Linked DNA regions of Bicyclus anynana: region 2 is linked to region 1. A link is a contact called in public Hi-C data. All regions are on one chromosome and are shown on one strand. Each heading gives the region's core, a stretch centred on a gene start, on an enhancer-like site or on the middle of the called end of the contact. The rest is flanking DNA. Distances are from core to core; before and after follow the strand shown.

What was found. A called contact is a pair of places that touch in the nucleus more often than the background predicts.
Region 2: a Hi-C map of whole body shows a contact between it and region 1, with 1.7 times the contacts expected there. The contact joins the promoter of LOC112055865 here to the enhancer-like site in region 1.

Annotation. Positions count from the first base shown.
Region 1 is chr12:6,906,632-6,910,476 of ilBicAnyn1.1, reverse strand. The region is part of intron 1 of LOC112055865; the gene reads left to right. Among protein-coding and RNA genes, the nearest start is that of LOC112055865, 97 kb to the left of the region's middle. Within about 2 kb of position 2,361, at least 7 of the 8 cell types and tissues checked have open chromatin away from gene starts, as enhancers often do.
Region 2 is chr12:7,004,006-7,007,793 of ilBicAnyn1.1, reverse strand. LOC112055865 reads left to right here and starts at 2,310. Exons shown (of 12, transcript XM_052884870.1): 1 at 2,310-2,828. The coding sequence starts at 2,379.

The DNA of each region.
Region 1 (3,845 bases), core at 1,112-3,611:
CATTGTCTCTGGGTACTTAAAAATACTCGAGAAGTAACTCAACTAAATCGGTTAAGTAGTTGCAGCTTTAAAGAGCAACAAACATCCATACAAATTTCGCGTTTATAATGTTAGTAGGAAGTAGGATGTGTTTGTAGCATTTGTGTTCTCCAATCCGTTCAGTATGTTTCTCGAAAAGATATTCATTTTTATCTTTTGACAAAACTACATTTTTTAATGCAGAAAGTTAGACGATATTTGGTTTCAAGATAAACCACAGAGCTTTACAGCTCAAAATAGCTTCGAGCGTAATATTTTTACAGCTTCCTAATGTATTTCGAGATAAGATCGCTCCAAACACCAGACTACCAGCACTCGAGAGTCTAATTCATCATTTTCAAGTAGCTCCCTACGAAATCTTACTCATACTCGTAAAAGGACTTCAAAAGAATTATCTCATGAATATTTTAATTGCATACACGTTATGAACTGTATAAACTACGTCCGCAATTTAACCAGAATATGAACTTACATTGTGAGCATTAAAATACAATGTAATTTAAATTTAAATGACACATGAAAGAACGTTCATCTCGTAAAGATGGTTCGTTATTACTATGAAGTTATTACATTACATATTAGAGCGATATGGTAACTAGTTCGTTTTAAGTTGTATTTTAGTGTAGGTAGGTAGAAATGTAAATAATTGTACTGAATAAATTGAAAATTATTATAAAACAATTATTGCGTATATTTTGCTTATACAATCTGATGCCGTTGACATCGTCCGCCCTCAAACTTTCTTAATCCGGCCCTGTCGCGAAATCCGTTCTTAGCGGATGTCTAGTAACTATAAATTACCTTTAAAGGAATTGTCAAAATCGGTTTAGTAGATCCAGAGATTATCCCCTATGACACTACAAACTGTACCTTTTTATAATAGTAGTATAATTAATAATAGAGAACAAATTTAGAGAAAATTAGATAAATAGCAGGTGAAAACAAACTTTGTAATTTATAAAAGCAGAAAGTTAGTATAGTCTACGCTTTTACCAGGTTCCATTTATTATAACAAACATTACAACACCATAAAGCAGAAAATTTTAATTAAAATCAAGATTTAAATGTAAATTGTAATTTAAATCCTTGATATAAAAAAAATCGGATAAAGTCGCTAAAGGATATCATTTCATTTAACATCGGTTCACGGAATTCGCAATAATTATGATCAACCCAAAAGCTTGATACAAGCGAAGGCTGTCGTAAAACAATTAAATGACAAACGTAAATCTTTTCAGTGGTCGTTAAGTGTTCACCGCATTGTACACGTCAAATTATTGATTGCATTACGTCCTGAAATGTGACCGCAGTGCGCGCCAATCCGAATTCAATTATTCACCCGATACACGCATTATATATTTACTATAGTCTCGCAAAGCTTTTAAATCAATTAAAAAAAAAGAGAAAATTAAACAACGGATATTCCACCCCGAAAATAAGTTACGTTTGACGTTTCTGTCTCGGCAGTTAAAACAGTAATTGCTCGTCTAAAGTTACCCCCGGGTATTCTCCTAAACATTATTTACGCCAGCCGAAATTCGAGGGGTGTCCGTAGAAAAAAACGATCCGTATCTACATGTCGCTTGCATTTGACGACGCGACTCATTTCTGGGAAGACAAATTACGGAATCCGTGGCAGTCGGGCGCGAAAAAAATGCGGCAATTAACTACTATAGTCGTTTGCACCGAAATAGCTGCGACTATTTCTGTAAGCGATCATTTCAACAGATTTTCATTATAACCTCAAATGTGACAAATCATCGCAGACCTCACAGACGTAATACATAAATGCGTTGTATAAATAAATCCATCCTGAACATAACTCCTTCCTCATTAAGTATTAAGAATTCCCATTCAATTCTCAACAGTAACAAATGACCATTACTAATATAAATGAAGTAGCTTCCTTAAGCTCGAACGCCCGATCGCTTAAAGTGCGCGGTATTTATTACCGTGGAACCGGTTGAAAAGCAAACTATAAAAACGCAAGCGACTTTGAGCTTGCAATTCAAACAATATATAAAATCATAAAATATAAAGCGTGCCCTCAGGTTTCATGTGAAATATAATATTGTAATTAATTTTGTTTAATTTATTTGCGTTGCGGTATTTTATGTGAAATGTAAAGATATTATAAATTTAATGGTTTGTAATTAAAGGCGGGGATCTAATTGCATACTGATAACTGCTTTCAATTAATTATGAAGGCAAAATGCCGTGTAACATAATCAGTTATTTATCACTGCTGTGACAGAAGGAGTCGTTTGTCACCGGTTGCGCCCACGACTTTGTTCCTTGGTATTCGTCACATCGGACCCTCAGCTTTCATTTATTTTGAACCCAATACCTCTGGCTTTAAGATTCACATTTCCTTTGACAGTGATCATTAGTTAATGCGATGACAGTTGTGATTGCCGGTTATCTGATTTCATTTTTACTGAGGGATTATTCCGTCTAAAACTAAAGTTTTTACAATCTATTTCCGAATGCATAAACTAAAAGTTGAAGACAGCAGCTTAAAATACACAAAACGGTGAGATAAATGACTTACAAATACTGATATTCTCTAAGGAAATGTAATGCAATAAAAAGTACCAAAAAGATGAAAGTGTTTGAAAAAAATTAAAATTTTGTCAACCAATCCACCGCACTGCGAGCATAAAATTCCTTAATAAAGAAGATCCGATTCAGTTTTGTAAATGCCGCCATCAATGCCAGTCTTTGTAAATGCAAGCCATGCAACATTCACAATCGAGCCGCAAAAATAAAGGAATGGAATCGAACAACAGCTTTTTGAGGCTGTGCACCATTCAAATTAGCTTAATGGTGGGGGACAAAGCGCGGCGATAAGCGGGGATGGCGGGAAGCATTTCTTTTTAATGCAATTGAATTCCAAAAATAGTCGCCAAATTATACACCGTTTTTCACCGCACTGGCAATGCACGCACGCAAGTAAAGGCACGCTGGAGGGTTGAACTGAAATATTTTTATTCCATCCATTCTAATATTAAAAATGCGTGAGTAAGATAGGTAAGTGTTATGATAATATAAGCAATAACAACATAACATAAAATTTATAATTAATCTAGACATTACAACCAACCCAAAGGTAAGAGTTTAATTGTGACGCAATAACATTTTCTTTTCTGGGGTAGACAATTAATATATTATGGAGAGTGGGATCATTTCCTTTAGTATAAAGATAAATTGGACCTTGAAGCAGAATACTTACTTTTTAACCTGGAAAATTCATGGTTCCCGCGGGATTTGTAAAAAAGAAAGAGACAGAGAGTCGCGGGCGTCCGCTAGTTCTCAATAAACGTTAAATTCTCAATAAACGTTAAATTTTGTATCTTTTGACAGAGATTCTTATTGATTGCATAACTGCAATTTGATTTATAGCAAGGTTTTGGTTGAATTTATAAGGTTTTCTGATTTGCAGGAAGATAATGAAATTATGGTAATGCAACTTATTTACATCTGATTACAGACGATTGGATCAATTTGATTAGTAAAGTAGGTCATGAAAAGAACTTGGATGTAGGTTGATTATCCAAGGAAATATATCTATTGCGATATTATTAATGATAAACGAAATGTCTACTCCCAAGTTTTTAATCTGTAGGTATGCGAATACAACTTGTGAATAGCAAGAAAAGCTTTAAAAGACGAATTTAATAAAATTAAATTTTATTTATTGATAAAAAGGGTAATTTTCATATATTCCCAAAACACAATTTGTACTTTTTGTCCGCTTTGTGTATTTTCACACATAATGCAAATTAATCATTAATCATAATATTACG
Region 2 (3,788 bases), core at 1,061-3,560, 97 kb before region 1:
GCTTTAAAAAAAAATCTACTTAAGAGTTTGAATTTGAGATTTAAAATCTCATGATTTGATATTCTGTCGCAAAGAATGTGTCCTTCTATTTTCGAAGTGGCTGGTGTCAGTGTTACTTTGCGACGCCGAGGATTCTCTCCACAAGGGGCCTCGAGACGTGACCAGCCATACCTTTTCACTCTGTTCAGCCACCTACGTATGAGGGCGTTGCTTGGTCCTCTCTAGTGTTCACACTTTTCTTATTCAACGGCAGGTTAGCGCTTGACTGCAATCTCACCTGCAAGGCTATAGTTGTCTGTACTCACGCAATAATATTAGTAATAAGTAAGGTTGCTTATAGTCCTAGGTACTGACTGATAGTATTAAAATACGTTAATATTATTTCTTTAGAAATAACTTCGTTATATACTGTTTTTTTTAATAGAGTATTTGCCATATCTTGTAAATATGACTAACATTCCCATTCCCCTGACTAACTAACCAACTAGCCGGAAAATACTGTATCAGGAGTGGGCACAATAATAGTATATTTTACATATTTAGGTATTTAGATACTAGCGAACGCCCGCGACTTCGTCCGCGTGGAAATCAATGTAAACTTTCAAGCCCTATTTCACCACTTTAGAGTTTACATTTTAAATTTTTTTTAATCCCATTATATTCCGTATTTTTTTTATGATTTATGAACATATTTTAAAACTGGAATTCTAAAAATGAAACACTTTCCATACAAACTTTCAACCCCTATTTCACCCCCTTCTTATTTTATTTTCGCAACAAAAAGTATCCTATAACCTTTTCCGTATTAAGGTCTTAAACCGTGCCAAGTTTCATTTGAGTTCATTCAGTAGTTTCAGCGTGATGCAAAATATCTTCATTGTACAGAATGTACAGAATTCGTAATATAAGTATAGATTCTAGATGGCGCCGTTAGGCCATGCTAACGTTTGTTGTTACAAATGGTATAAATAAAATTTGACCAGTTTTATTTAGGCTCCAACCTATATGTTTGAGGTTTACGGATTACTACGAATAAAAGCAGAGGATGGCTCAGAATTTACGGTTAAAACTAGCATGATAGAATAAACAAATATTCGTAGATCAATCAGCTATAATTAGTTTTTCGTAAGATCAATAGTATTTTCACAATTTCACCTACAAAAAGTCCTGACAATATTATGATTGACAAAATAATAAAAGATAGTGTGAGTCCCGTACAAATTGTATTAAACTAAGAGATAAGATATTTATTTTTCAATAAAACTAAGAGCCCCTGAATCGGTTAGCGAAGGAACTAGGTTAAAATAATCTGGTCCATCTGGCGATAGCGCAAATCGCGGTAGGCTTTTGCGGGCTTATCATTTCATTTTGTCGTAGCAGATAGAATACTAATTTTCCAGTAGCTATCGTGAAAGGGACTTGTTCGAGACATGATAAAGAGAAATACCTAGTTTTTAAGTAAGAGAGCAATTTGTTTATTCGAAACAAGGAAAACCTTTGTAGTTGATTAGTGATGGAGCATATATAAAACATATATTTCAATATTTAAAACTAACTTCTACAATATTCTAAGACATTAGACAGTAGAAATTGACTGTACTTCGAAAAAAAAACATTCTGAATGGATGAGAAAAGAAGAACAAAAATTACGCAAATAAAGCAATGTTACTTAAGTACATCCCCGTATCGGAGAGATGGCTAGTTTGCGTGAATTCCTCTTGTTTCAAAATGCAATAAGTTCTTAGTTCATATCAGGTATCACACTAATATTATTGAAGGCGAAAGTTTGTGTGTAGATAAGTGTATTTGTTTGTTACTCCTTCGCGCTCCAGCTACTGAACCTTTGGTTTGGCTGAAATTCGACAGATAGATGTATAAAACAGAATTTAACGTGGGCTTCATCTAGTACTAATATAATAATTATGATGTCCTCGCTGTAAGTCTATAAGTTAGGTAGCTTGTTTTAATCAAGTGTTTTATAGTGTTAATAAAAAGCTTATCCGACGAATAAAATATTTATTACTGAGGTTAGATAGGTAGTTATAAACATGTTAATCATGATCTGGCAACCACCCGCTGGCTTTGTTATTATCTTTCGCAGGTACGTAGATAAATCATTGGACTTTAGACATTTGAAATCACTATAAATAAATAATAGCATTGATTGTTTTTAAGGTATAAAAGTATGTATATGTATCTACTTTGATGTGAAATGTACAAAATGTCAGAAAGCAAAAGCACGTAGTTTTTAGGGACGGCAGCCGTGGCTCGTGAAGGGTGGAGGGAGAGGAGGGGTAAAGGGGAGCGTGGTCGCCAGTTTCTCGCCGACGACCGCGCCGCGAGCACGCCTTGTGATGCGCCCCGCGTTTTGACGCGACATGGCCACTTCGACAACCGGCAACATCGTAATCGAGTGGTTGCGATCGCTCCACCTGGGCCAATATTCAGAGAGCTTTATTGATAACGGCTACGACGACCTAGAAATATGCAAACAGGTCGCCGAGCCCGATCTGGACGCCATAGGTGTTCTCAATCCTACACATCGTCAGCGGCTGCTGCATTCTGTGAGAATTCTGAGAGAGGAGGGTGCAGCAGCAGTGTACTTCACTTTGGAGGAAGCAGCTGCCGCTCGAGACTCTTACCGATGTGAAGAGGAGACACGCAAAGAACAGGCCACCGTCTCAATAGAAACGGCGAAGTATGCTGATGAATACGAAGAGGGCAAGGCTGAACTGGTGAAAATACCGCGAATACAACTGAAGCGTTTGCTGCGTGAACGTCTCGCTCAGGATGGGATCCGGTTGAGCCTGCAACCATATTCAACTACGGTCAGTGTTCATTATAAGTGACAATGGCATTGCTTCTACCGGTTCCTACTCGTGGTTTGGTGACAGTGAGCAAAAACTTTGAAATTTTATGAAAGTGCATCAAGTGGGATAGAAATAAGTTTTACAAAGAAGCGAGGCAACCGCGTAGAGGCATTGCCCGCGTCTTGTTATTTCTTTTGATCGGCCTGTGTGTGGCACGACGTCTTGGCCGCTCCGGGCGGATCGCTTGGACGGACGTGTTGCTATAAAGTTTCTTGCGTGCGTGATTTCCCTGGAGATGAGAAGTTTGCGCGCCTTCCCTGTCGTGAGAAGATTGTAATCGCGTGCCTCGCAGCTCTAAATTGGGTTTTACGATAAATCGTATAGCCTGCTTCAGTATCCTTCGGCAAAAATAATTAGCAAGGTTCTCGGAAATGTAATCCTTAACAATACGTAACTGAAAGGGTTGTATTGTTCAATTTTATATTCCATCTACTTTACGTAGGTAGTTTGTTTAAAAACATTATCTATTTAATAAACATCTCTATTTAAATTACTATTTTAATTTATGTAGGTATCTGCTATATTAATATCTACGTTAAGTATATTAATTAATTGATTAATCTTAAGAAACAAATTATTTTGTTTGTAATTTTACATTCCTACGTCGAAAATAAAAATAACTTCTAACTTATAAGCTATCCGAAATATAAGAAGTCTAAATCTTATTCTAAGAAATCAATTTACAATCTCGAGTTAAAAATACTTACTTTTTGTGAAAGAGTTCCCCATTTTATTTTTACTATTTAAAAATGTGGAGGAAATTTTAGAAGAAACAGTTCTTTTTACTTTGTGGAATACCTTCAGAGCTTTATCTCAAAGATAATCCAGGTAGCAGGGATTTCAGAGGGCACAAGTATTTTGATCTGGCACGCCCTTTGCGTGACTGAATCCAATATTTGGCTGCCATACTCATTAAAT